2 separate regions of the Gossypium hirsutum genome follow, and region 1 is linked to region 2. Evidence: chromatin contacts called from public Hi-C data. All regions are on one chromosome and are shown on one strand. Each heading gives the region's core, a stretch centred on a gene start, on an enhancer-like site or on the middle of the called end of the contact. The rest is flanking DNA. Distances are from core to core; before and after follow the strand shown. Region 1 overlaps LOC107957859 (putative disease resistance protein RGA3). Region 2 holds the start of LOC107957861 (sucrose transport protein SUC4).

What was found. Hi-C and Micro-C count contacts between places; a contact is called where the count stands out from the background.
Region 1: a contact with region 2 is called in a Hi-C map of leaf, with 2.3 times the contacts expected there. The contact joins the enhancer-like site here to the promoter of LOC107957861 in region 2. A contact is called at or near these places in 11 of 34 Hi-C or Micro-C datasets (anther, callus, fibers and 3 more).

Annotation. Positions count from the first base shown.
Region 1 is chrA05:21,706,772-21,713,169 of Gossypium_hirsutum_v2.1, forward strand. LOC107957859 (putative disease resistance protein RGA3) reads right to left here. Exons shown (of 3, transcript XR_001700546.2): 1 at 4,423-6,398; 2 at 4,001-4,213; 3 at 3,614-3,904. It also overlaps the pseudogene LOC107960680. Among protein-coding and RNA genes, the nearest start is that of LOC107957859, 5.2 kb to the right of the region's middle. Within about 2 kb of position 2,055, at least 3 of the 9 cell types and tissues checked have an H3K27ac peak or open chromatin away from gene starts, as enhancers often do. A contact at or near this core is called in fibers and leaf, where this site is marked.
Region 2 is chrA05:21,644,485-21,650,538 of Gossypium_hirsutum_v2.1, forward strand. LOC107957861 (sucrose transport protein SUC4) reads left to right here and starts at 4,430. Exons shown (of 5, transcript XM_016893461.2): 1 at 4,430-5,632. The coding sequence starts at 5,128.

The sequences.
Region 1 (6,398 bases), core at 805-3,304, 60 kb after region 2:
ACATGATTAGCAAATGGAGAACATAAAGTCCTAAAACTATAAAATTAAATAATCCACAATAGACGGGAGTTACAACAGTGAGGGGAAAGAACAAAAATGTAAGTGAAAACAACAATTATATTTCAGCACATGAGCACATAAAAACCATCAAACAAATACCACAAAGGTATTTTTCCAACAAATCATTGAAAAAAAATTTATTAGTAGGATTTTTAGGTTTGCAACGAATTAAGATTTCAACTATGTTAGGTCACTCATTTTGGACACCACTTGATCAAAAATTTTAGTTGGAACCTGCCAAGCATGTTAAGCAATAAACACCTACTTAATGCATTCATCCATCAATAATGTTTTAAATAAAATGTCATCTGATTAAATTAACAATATTATTTAAATATATTTCATTTTATTCCATTTTTTGGTATCTCTTGTTAGGTGTGAAGTCTTTGCTCAAACATCTACTTTTTTTTAAAAAAAATTCAACCAAAATCTATTTAGCATATAAATATTTTCAACAAAGAAACAAGTTTGCCTAGAGTTAATTCGGTAGTAACTTTCTGTTTATCAACAGCTTTTAACTAGTTTATAATATTACAACGCGGTCAACCATTGAAAATCAGCCCACACTTGTTTAGAATTTGGAAAGCCCAGTCAATAAGTCATACCTCCATTGCAGTGGAAAACACACCGTCCTTGAACCTAACCATCCATATCCATAGTTCTTCGAGACATTGGTCAACTTTACCATTCTGCTGAAACTATAAGTTCCCAGGAAAAAAAGGAAAGGATTTACATGTAGGTAAGAAAGGCAGATAGTTTGACAGATGAATCAAATAAAGAAATACAACAAACGCAAATAAAGGATAATATCATCATTTATGTTTTGGAGTTGTTGAGATTATGAATTAAAAGAAACCAGCACTAAGTGGTTACTGTTATGCACTCAGGAAAAAAGTACCCAGAAACATCTTCAATAATTCAAAACAAATATGCTCAAAATCACAAATTGTACATAGAGACATAAAATATTCTTGAAATTGGGAAAAGAACTCATAATATATATACAAATGCATCTGACTAAGTTAGGACTACGTATTTACGTATAAAAGGACAAACAACCTGTAATGCCATTTCTTCCAAGACGCAGCAGAAGAAATTCCTGCCACTAACGATAGATTGTTTCACAACATCAGAGTCAACATCCCTCAAAAACGGTACCAGCACAAGTACTAGTAAAGAAGAATGTTCTATTGCTTTCAATGCAATATCTTCAATAATCCTGCCAACAATTGACAGAAAATAGCATGAAATTCCACCTATAAAATAGAAACCTAGCAACAAAAAATTAGACGAGAAAGCAACGCGCAATCCTTTAATTGTAAAATTTTTAATAGTGAAAAAAAGTGTCAGTTTTAATAAATTCAAAATACACGAAAACCTGCAAATTTGCAGCTCATGAATCAACCTAGTCGTGAAACCAAGAAAAGAAGCAGTTAAGGATGCATTGGCGCGATTTTTAAAAATAAAACAAAATCGTAAACAATTAACACAGAATTGGAGCTGATTAGGATTAGAAACTCACTCGACGAGAAACTTTCTAACGAGGCTGTGAGGGGAACCCTGTAGGTCAGCGAGGTAAGGGAAGAGATCGGCAGCGGAGGAAGGAAAGAGTGACGAAAGAATATCTTTGGCCTGTTTGAGAGATGAAAGCCTCACCGCCAAATCGGCGTGGTTGTTAGCGGCGATGAGGAGAGAGAAGGCTTGGTCTCTAGAATCTGCAATGGCCATCGCTTCGGCTTCCCCTGAAGACTTTTGATGGGTTTTTGGGATGTAACCGTTGGAAGGTTAAGGTTTTGAACTGTGAGGGGTTTGGAGTAGAAGGAGCATTGATATGGGATGTGAGCAAGAGATTGAAGAGGATGTTTCTATTTTTTTTTTTTCTTTTTAAAGAAATTGTGGTTTTTTTGGGGGGAAAACGTAAATCGGAATCGCGGGAGAGTGAGGTCGAGATACCGTTTTAAGGGGATAGGATCAATGTGTGGGCTTCCTTAACTGGGCTTCTTCTTTAACAACATGATTCACTAACATGCACTCTTGGTAAATTGTGCCTTTTCAATGAATGTTATTGAATAAAAAGTAGGGTTATTTGCATTAAATATCCCCAAACTATGATCTTTATTTTATTTAGTCTCTAAACTTTAAATTATTTTAATTATATCTTAAATTATCGATGTTATATCAATTAGCTTCTTTCATTAATAAAATAATTAATTTAACTGTTAAATGACATGTTAAATAATATGTAGTTAAATTTAAAATAAAAATTTTAAAGAATAGAACTTTATCACATAACTTTTAAAAGTAAAAACTAAAAATAAAATATACTTAAAAAATAAATAATGAACAATAAAACTTTTGTAAAAGCTATAAGATTCTGAATTAATATTTTTAAAACAAAAACTTTTTACAATATTCATTTTTTCTTAAATTTTTCATTTTAAATTATATCATATAAAATCTTATTTGTCATTTAGTAGTTAAATTAATACTTTTAATAATGGAATGACCTAATTGATATAATCTCGATAATTTAAGGACGTAATTAGAATGATTTGAAGTTTAGAGATCAATCTAACATGAGGGTCATAAATTAGAGATGTTTGGTGATGTTTGGTGCAATTAACTCTAAAAAGTATATTAAGATGTAGAAATATTCAAGACAATTAGTGATATGAAAACCTATGTGAATTTGGATATTTGTAGATATTTAATTAGTTGGTGAATTTGGATATTGTGGATTTTGATATTTTAATTATTATCCGCAATGATTTTTTGAGTAGATATGGATAATTAATCTTCGAATATCCATTATTCGGATCTAGTCTCTTTTTTTACGAATATGGATATGGGTTCTAATATTGTATATTCAGATCCACTTATAATGGATTAAGATAAATGAATCAATTACATTTGGAAAATTTTATTTAAAAAATATATTTATGTTCTCTAAATACATATATTCAACAATTAGATATTCGACGAATACTTTAATTAATTTAGATTCGGATAGTAATATTAGGAGTTAATGATATAATAAATGAATTCGATTTTTAAAATAGATTTACCAAATTCAAATTTTACAAAAATTACAAATATCCGAATTCAGTATCATCCCTAAAAATGACATAGGACAAAAATTCAAGTGTAAGAAAATATTAATAAACATACATCTACTAACCGATAATTAAAAACAAATAAATAAAAAGATAAATATCAAAATTAAGCATGTATTTTATTTAATATGCAATATCATATGTTTGATTTGGTTCAACTGTATGCATAATATTTTGATTTTGATTCTTTTTTCGTATTTTACCAACACTAATATCATATTGCACTATTTTATGATTACTTATTGCGTACCATAAATAATTATAATCATCCAAAGAGAAAATAAATTAAATTAGTTTTTTTTTCAAATGTGAACAATTGAATTAAATTTAATGTGGTATATATAAGGTTGAATAAAATTAAAAATTATCAAATTAAATTATATATAATTTTTATATTTATTCCATAAATAAATAATTTGATTACATACTGACACTTTGAAAAAGATTATTATTATATGCAAAATTTTATTCTGAATAAATATATAGTTTAACAACCTGACTGATGATGTGTAAGAAAGCCGCATTATGGAGGCCAAGGCTACCTGTATTTGTCCCGGCAGAGACTGAATGTTCATAATTTACAGTAATGGAGATTTAAAAGGAACACACGCATACACACAAATTCTTAAACATGGTGGAAATGAGCAGAGCTTACCTTCAGGAACTTCAAATGCTGAACTCATTTGTCTTGACTCTTGATTCAATTGCGTTAATCAATGGCAGTTCTCAATCTGCATCTTCCCTCAAGACAAAGAGAGCAACTAAAATGAAGTAATGGAAAAGAAAGAACTGATATAACAGGTAGCAATCCGGGGGAATTTTCAGACCTTAATGAGATGGGCTGCTCTCAAGCTCTCGTGATCCAATATCGACATTTGTAACAATACTTGTTAAACAATCTTCACTTGCGTCCTCCTTGCACCTCTCTTCTGGAGCGCGACATTCCAGGAATAGATAAATGCTGAATGCAACTAGTAATTGCAGATCACTGGGAGAAGTAAGATCCGAGTGAGGACGATTACGATGGCAGCTTCTAGATTCTGCATTGAGGTAACAAACTCTTGATAGTGGACAAATATCAGAAACTGTCATGTAGAGAAACCAATATTGGACAGCATATTATAGTCAAGTGCTCAAGGGCTGTTAGAAATTGCAATTCTACTGGCAAGGACACCAGTTTACTACTCAATTGTCAACGAAGAAGAGAGTTCAGGCCTTTATTCCAAAGAGAAGAAAGAAGTTAACCTACCAAAAGCATGACCAGATAGATGGCTTTTATTCTAATTAGCATGACGAGCTGCTAGCAACATTCTCTTTCTTGAGCTCTGGTGATCCAATGTAAATATGCGCAATATGAGCTATTTTTGGCCAGCCATCACCTATATTTTTCTTGCAATGCTCTTCAAGCCTTGGACATTCTTGAATAGAAAGACGCTGGAGATTGGTAAGACACTGAAGGCTGTCTGGAAGTGATGTGATATTAGGACAATCTGATATTGCCAATGATCTTAGAAGTGTGAGATTGATGATCCACTGAGGCAACACATTTAAACCAGGACAACCATGGATTTCCAGATTTCGCAGTGTCCTTACATATTGAATACTATCAGGCAGAGATGATAGTTGTGGACAGCTTAAAATGCACAAACTCCTTAGCATGGAAAGGTTTTGCCACTCATTTGGCAAAAACACCAGACTTGGACAATACATTATCATTAGATGTTCAAGAGAGCTAAGATGTTCCAGTCCAATCGGTAATGATCTTATGTGACTGCAGTTCTCAATGGATAAATATTTAAGAGAGATTAACCCACTTATACTCTGGGGTGGAGCAGAAAGACTATGGCATTCACAGATCTCCAAGGACTGCAGGCAGCTGAGGTTTTGCAATTGCAGTGGCAAAGATACGAGCTCCTCACACCAACGGATCGTCAATGTTTTTAGATTGACGAGGTTCCCCAAACTAGGAGGGATGTACCGAATCTTGGGACAAGAGCTGATAGTTAGAGACATGAGATTAACGTTGTTTTGAAGCAAGGTATCCAATAGAACCAACTGTCCTGTAAAAACATCAATAACTAGGATACAAAGTGAGGATACATTTACCAGCGATCTTAATAAAGCTTCGTGGCAGTTCCGCAACTCTAAATGCTTAATTGATGGAAATTGTGGCAAATTCAACAACCTAGGGCATTTATTGATTGTTAATTTAACGAGTGACGGGTATTCTTTCCCTCCACTTATGCTCCACCAGAGTTCCAAATCAGGGAAGTCTATGAGGGTTAGCTCCTTTAGTGATTGAAACAATCTCCTTGTGTCTTCTCCATAGAACTCTCTGCCAATAACCTTCACAGCTTTCATTCCACGCATGTAGATAATCTCTAGAAATGGAAGTTCCCCTAAAGTAGGGAGATGTTCACATCTTTTGCAGTTGATCAACTCCAATTTAGTTAAGCCAAGAAGTATGAGAGTGCGCATCCACCTTGGGAAGCAGAATCCTGGATATCCTTTTAAGGACAAACGTTTGAGATTTTCAGGTGGTTGAAGACACTCAAGCACATTTTCTCCCATTTTGCAAATAAAATCATTGTTCATGTTCAAGTTCAAACCTTCATGATCATCTCCCCATGATAACTCCAAAGAATGAAGGTTTTTCTCTACTAAGTTTGCTTGAGCTAAAAACTCACGTTTTACGTTTTCCAGTTTTCTAATTGTCAGCTCACCTTTGAGCTTCAGTCGTCTCAGCCCAACTAGATTATCATTTTCCCTGAGATCAGTCTCATTTGAAACAATGAACAATGGCAATGTCTGAAGAAAATGAAGTCTACCAAAGTTACCTGGCAAGCGAGTTAATCTTTCACAACCATTTATTATAAGATGTCTTAGTTGAAGCAGTCTTGCCAAGCTCCTTGGTAGTTCAATGAGATCAGAGCAGCCTGATAGGTTTAGCACCTGTAGGTTATGAAGGCTGCATATGCTTTCTGGTAATATTTCTATGAAGGTATTTGAAAGGTTGAGGTACCTCAAATATTTCAAGCAAGAAATTGTGTTCTGCACCCTTTTGATGCCACAATTACCCAAATCTAGGACTCGGAGATACCTGAAACTTGAGAACAACTGAGTTGGGATTTCACCAAGATCACCTTTTGGATATAACAAAATGAGAGTTCGCAACTTCTTAGCTTTGTACAATGCTTCTGGAATAGAACATGATCCAGAATCGCA
Region 2 (6,054 bases), core at 3,180-5,679:
CGTTACTTTCATTTTCTTAAGTTCTTTGCAAGTGGAATATCAAGTCTAGTTAGCAACTTCCCTCTGTTGCATGCTTCTTTCTACTAAACCCACAACTAACTATCCTACCATATAAGGTAAATAGATGAGTGCTGCTTAGCCATAAAGACCCTGGTAAGGAGTAGTGTGAACATATGGATGGTAGGAAGTGTTGTAACATCATTTAACTAGAGCCAACCAATAACTCCAATCACAGGGGTTTTCACAAATCATGCAACATAGATATCCCTCCAAACAATGCTTAACTACCTTTATTTGACCACTTGTTTATGGATGATATGCTATTGAAGGTTCTGCAAGTTCCCAGCCTTTTGAAAAGTTACTTTTAGAAGGAACTTATAAAAACTCTATCTTTGTTTGTGGCAATGTTATCAAGCATATAATGTAACCTTAAAAAATGGGTAAAAGATTCCAGTGCAACAACCAAACCAAAGAAAGGGTAAGATACATCTTCAAAATTAACATACTTAGCTTACCGCTACCATAATAAATGTGTCTTTGCCTTTAGAATTAAGAATACCCTCTAAAAAACCATACTAATCTCAACCCAAGCCCTTGTTGGAATATGTCAGAGTTGTAGTAAACCTACTTTAGTTGTATTATCAGTCTTTCACCTTTAACACTCCATACATTCTCTTACTTAGTAGCTCACAACCTTCTACAACCTTCTTTAATATAATACACCAACTAATTTACCGGCAGTCACTTGAGCACTTGAATGCCTCCATCAGATTATTATGGAAATATTCCAAGATTTCTTTCTGAAGTGCAAGTTCATTACCTACCACAATCTTACCTTTTCTCTCCAACTGCTTGCCATCCCATAATATATAGGATGCAATGCAACATTCTCTTCAAGCTCAACTATTAATTTTTGAAGCATAAAATCCTTATGCTAAGATGCACTAATTTTAGCCATTAGATTGATGGTCATTGTAAACATTTGAAGACGTTGTGGATTGCTAAAATTAGGATTCCCTGAAAGCACCTAAGCTATTATATTACTAACTTCTTTCTTATAAATTATTTCAAAATCATATTCTAGTATTTTAGTCACTCATAACTAATACAGAGTAGCGGCCTAAATGTTGGATAAAAATTACAAAGTCTTGTGATAAGTCCTAATTTTTTCATGTGTCCACTTACCAAATAAAGGCTCCATTTCTATGTTGCCAACTGAACAACTATCATTTCTCGACCATAAACGAATAAGGCTTGGGGCTTGGGGGCCAAAGCCTTACTAAATAAACTAAGGGCAATCCTTTTTTAGTAAGAACAACTTCTACCCCATTGCAAAATGATTCTCAAAGCTTGGTAACACTAACACAAGTGCTATAAACAAAGCTAGCTTTAGCATCTTAAATGCTAGTGTTGCATTATCAATCCACTGCCATACTTGTTGGTGCATGGGATGAAAATGAACTTATGAAAAGTTAATTAAAGGCTTCAAGGCTTGTAACCACACTATTATCTTTAAGGTTCTATTCGCCCTTACATAAACTTTAGTGTGCAAAAGAGTTACTTGCAAATGAACCTTAAGGATAAAATGAAGCCTAATGACTTTCGATGTCTTGCACTGACAAAACAGTTCGCTGAGCATTAAGTAGAGTATAGTAAGTGTATCAAATTCTATAAAAAAATTATGATTATAGAATGATATTTGAACATTAGAAGATGGAAGAGAATAAAGAAATATTTTTTAAGTTTTTTGGTGTACCATGAAACTGAAATTTCATTCCTATTTATAGTTATCATATATTTTCATAAAAACATAACTATTCAAACGGATGGTCACATTTTTCAGTAATAAACACAATTATTCATTGCATATTACTTAAATAATCATAATCAAATAACATAACTCTTAGTTATAAGAGACACAACTCATTGCAACTCTTGGTTAATATTCAAGTAATATAACTATTGGTTACTTATAACTTTTCACTTGCAACTATTGAAATATTATATATATTCAAAAATATTCCAACAATCTCTCCCTCCCAATTTAAAGATATTCTAAATTTTGATATCTTTGAAATAAATTGCATGAATGAATGAATCTTACAATTGAACCTTCACTCACTCAAAACAAGTTAAAATTAATTGAAATTGCATAAACTAATCTTTGAACCAACTATTCCATTTAATTAGCCAAACATATCTCACAAAATGATTTCGACACCATTCAATACACAATATCTAGGGACACTATTATAGTCACGTGCCTATAACCTCTTTTCACGAGTGTTGTTAGAGCTAAGCCTTTGAGCTCCTAAAGCGATCACACTTCCACTCACATAGGTAGATTCCACCGAGAGTGTTCCCGTAATTATAACATTCTAACACATTTATGTTATGAGACTATTAAGAGTATATTTCTCATTCTTCCATGTTAATAATATATACCGCATAATAAACTTTATATTCATTTGTTTCTTGAAGTTACAATAGTGAACTCTCACCATATTCGATTACTCATTCTTTCGCAAAAGAATGTCATTAAGGATACCCTTTGTACAATTATCAATTTATTGTTATCACTTATCAGGATGGCTTCACATTTTGCTTATTTATTTATTTTCCACCAAGTAAGTTGTTATAAAGAGACCCCAAATCCGTAAGTGAAATAAGACAAACATATTTTCTATTTTTTCATAGCTTATTTTCATAGTCGATATAAGACCTTAAAACTCATTGTGTATAAATGCTCAAGTGATATGGCTTCTTTTTTCAACAAACCATATACACAAAGGGGTGTTTCATATTTTTAGAACATAGTCATATTTAAGGACAACAACTAGCCAATCATTAATTTAATTATAATATCACATATTTATACCCCCTTTATCATGGACATTATTAGTCATTTTGTGACTATAATAAAAACCATGCCCATCATCTAAATGAGATAAATAGCTTTATGTTGTTATTTTCATGCAATTGAGATATTTGATTCATAATGTCCAAAATATATTTGGAAATTTGCTATATTTAAAAACTTTATAGATTTATGAGATTATAAATCACATTTCAAGCCATATATTAAAAATCATGTGCACCATCATAAACACATACAATTTGATCTTGATAACTTCCCACTTGGTTCTCTTTATATTTTACTTGGGAACCTATAATATGTTACAATAAAAAACCCTAATAGTTATCAGGCTCGGCTCTAATAATTATAGGGTGTAATATTTGATTATTTTAAAAAATATGGATGATTCCCTAAATTAATCTTATATTGCATAATGTTATTAATGTTATTTTTTTAATTTTTATATCAAAACAACAATCTTAAAATATTACTAAATCATTACATATTGTTTTTTAATTTTTATATGAAAATAATAAATATGATTTTCTAAAATTATAATAATATTATATGCTAAATATTTTCGTATTATAATTAATTTAAAATTTAGATTAAAATACAAACTAGTTATATATAAATTGTGATTCCTTAATGAAAAAAATGGTTGTAACAAATAAAATTGTCATTCCTGTTTATAAACGTGCATCTAATTGTGTATATATATATTGTCATTCCTTAAAAAAAGTTTAAACAAATAAAATTGTCGTATCTGTCATCTCAATTAGTTGTTATAATTAAACTAGACTATTCCTCTTTGGACTAACCACTATCTCTAATTATTGGTCTCCCGTCTCCTCTATATCTTTGATTTTCATGGCTCATCCTCTCTTACCCACCATAATATTTATAGTAAAATTGTTTAAAATTTACTTTTAAAAAAATAATATGCAATATTTAAAATTAAAGAAAAAATGTAAAATGTAATTTATAATTTATGTTTATGAAATAATATAATTCTATTTAGATTTACATCAAACAAATATTATAATTTAAATTCAAAGTTTAAAATTTTAATTTATTAAATAAGATTTTAATGTACTATTAATTTGCAATAGGGTTATATGTTGAGATATTAGTCACTTGTCCTCAATTAAACATAAACATACCCTAACTTTCTAAAACATGTTCAATATGTATACCATTTTATTTAATATTAAGTTGTAATGCAACGAGTTAAACAATTTTTAAAAAAAATTTATATATCAAAGAGTTTATAGTTTAAAAAATAAAAAATAAAAGAAGTTAGGTTTGAAAGTTATAATATTGTTGAATGATTGAAATTAAAGTAAATTATTAGTAAGGTGAAAAGAAAGAAAGATGGTGACCAAAGTAGTGAGTCATGGACTAGAATTGTATGGAGAAGCAAAGTTAAGAGCCAAAGCTCAAAAGTCAAGCAGGCTAGGCTGGCAAGCCTCTAAACAATGTTTGCCAACCCAATCGCCTAGATTAGCTAAGATTTTCTCCTGTTGACTATAATTAGCTAAGATCCAATCCCAATCCCAATCCCAATTTCATTTGTTGATGTTAATCTTTTGGGTTCAAAATACTTAAATATTTACTTGTTATGGCGAAGACTGATAGGACACTCATAAGACGACAATTCAAATAGCACTAAGTGGAAGTAACCCTTTGGGTACCTGGCAATTAAGCATATGCTCTTTTTTAACAGCCTCAAAAGCTAGAAAGCTAAAAGCTAATGTTTAATTATTGGAATTTGTTTCCGTTTTCCCCAAAATAACCATTTTCTTTTGTTTTCTTCAAAGGCTAGTTTCGTCATTTGAGGATACGTCCTAGAATTTCGAAACGGGGAAAAAGAAATCTTAGCTGTTTGAGTGAGGTTACGATACTGTCCGAAAGAACGAAAAATATGTCTGATCCGAAATTTGCCCTTGTAATAGACTAGAAATTTCCAATTCAGTCAGTCCTCTCTCTCCCTAGTTTTTAGCTTTTATTTGTGTGAGGCTTTGTTTGTAATTTTGTTCAATTCCAAGGCCATTTCAAATTTCTGGCTGTTTCCCTCGTCACACTCAAACCCGCCAGTCTCACTGTGGACACTCTCTCAGCTGGAACCGCCACTTTCTCTGCAAGGGACGAACCTTTAGACCCTGAAAACCCGGTTTTAGCGAGAGAAACAGAAGGGGTTGTGGAGAGAGAGAGAGAGAGAAAGAAAGAAAGAAGGAAAGGAGAAATATCGTGAAATTCAAAGGGAAGGGATGGCGATCCCCGAAGTAAACCGCCAACAAGCTAGAGGGAGACCTCCGGCGTCTTCAACACGACCGCCGGTTCGAGCTAGAGTTCGGCTCCGGCAGCTGCTTCGAGTCACTTCCGTGGCATGCGGGATACAGTTCGGATGGGCTTTACAGCTCTCGCTCTTGACACCTTACGTTCAAGAGCTAGGTATACCTCACCAGTGGGCCAGCATCATATGGCTTTGCGGGCCGCTTTCGGGCCTTCTGGTACAACCTCTGGTGGGACACATGAGCGACCGATGCACCAGCCGCTTCGGTCGTCGCCGACCTTTTATCGTGGCTGGTGCAGTTTCGATTATCGTTGCCGTTTTGATCATCGGTCACTCCGCCGATATCGGATGGTTGTTCGGCGATACAGAGGCGTCCCGGCCGAGAGCTATCGTGGCGTTTGTTTTCGGGTTTTGGATTCTTGATGTTGCTAATAACGTGACTCAAGGTCCTTGTAGAGCTCTACTTGCCGATCTTACTGGTTAGTTTCTGTTCCTTCATTTATGTTTCTTTCTCTTTTTTTTTTTCATTTTTTTGGGGTTTAATTATTTAAATGGGAAAAAGTATATTTATATCGCTTTATATGGCATCTTTTTTAAAGATAAAGCAAATATGTCATCCTGGAATATAAATTATTTTACATTTGATAATTGGTATTTCCTTATCTATTTATAACCGTGCCTTTAGTGCTTGTCGAAACATCGTCTTTCAGAACAAAAACTCGGTGGACTGTTGTGCCCCTTCGCTTTCTGATACAATGTTGGTTGTTATAATAATTATATTACAATATTATTTTCTGTCTTATTTTTTCATTCAGACAGTTTTGTTGGACTATTCGATTGCTTCAATTGAGTTTGGTGGTTAATTTGCAAATGCAATGTGCTAGTCTTGGGTGTTGCCAAT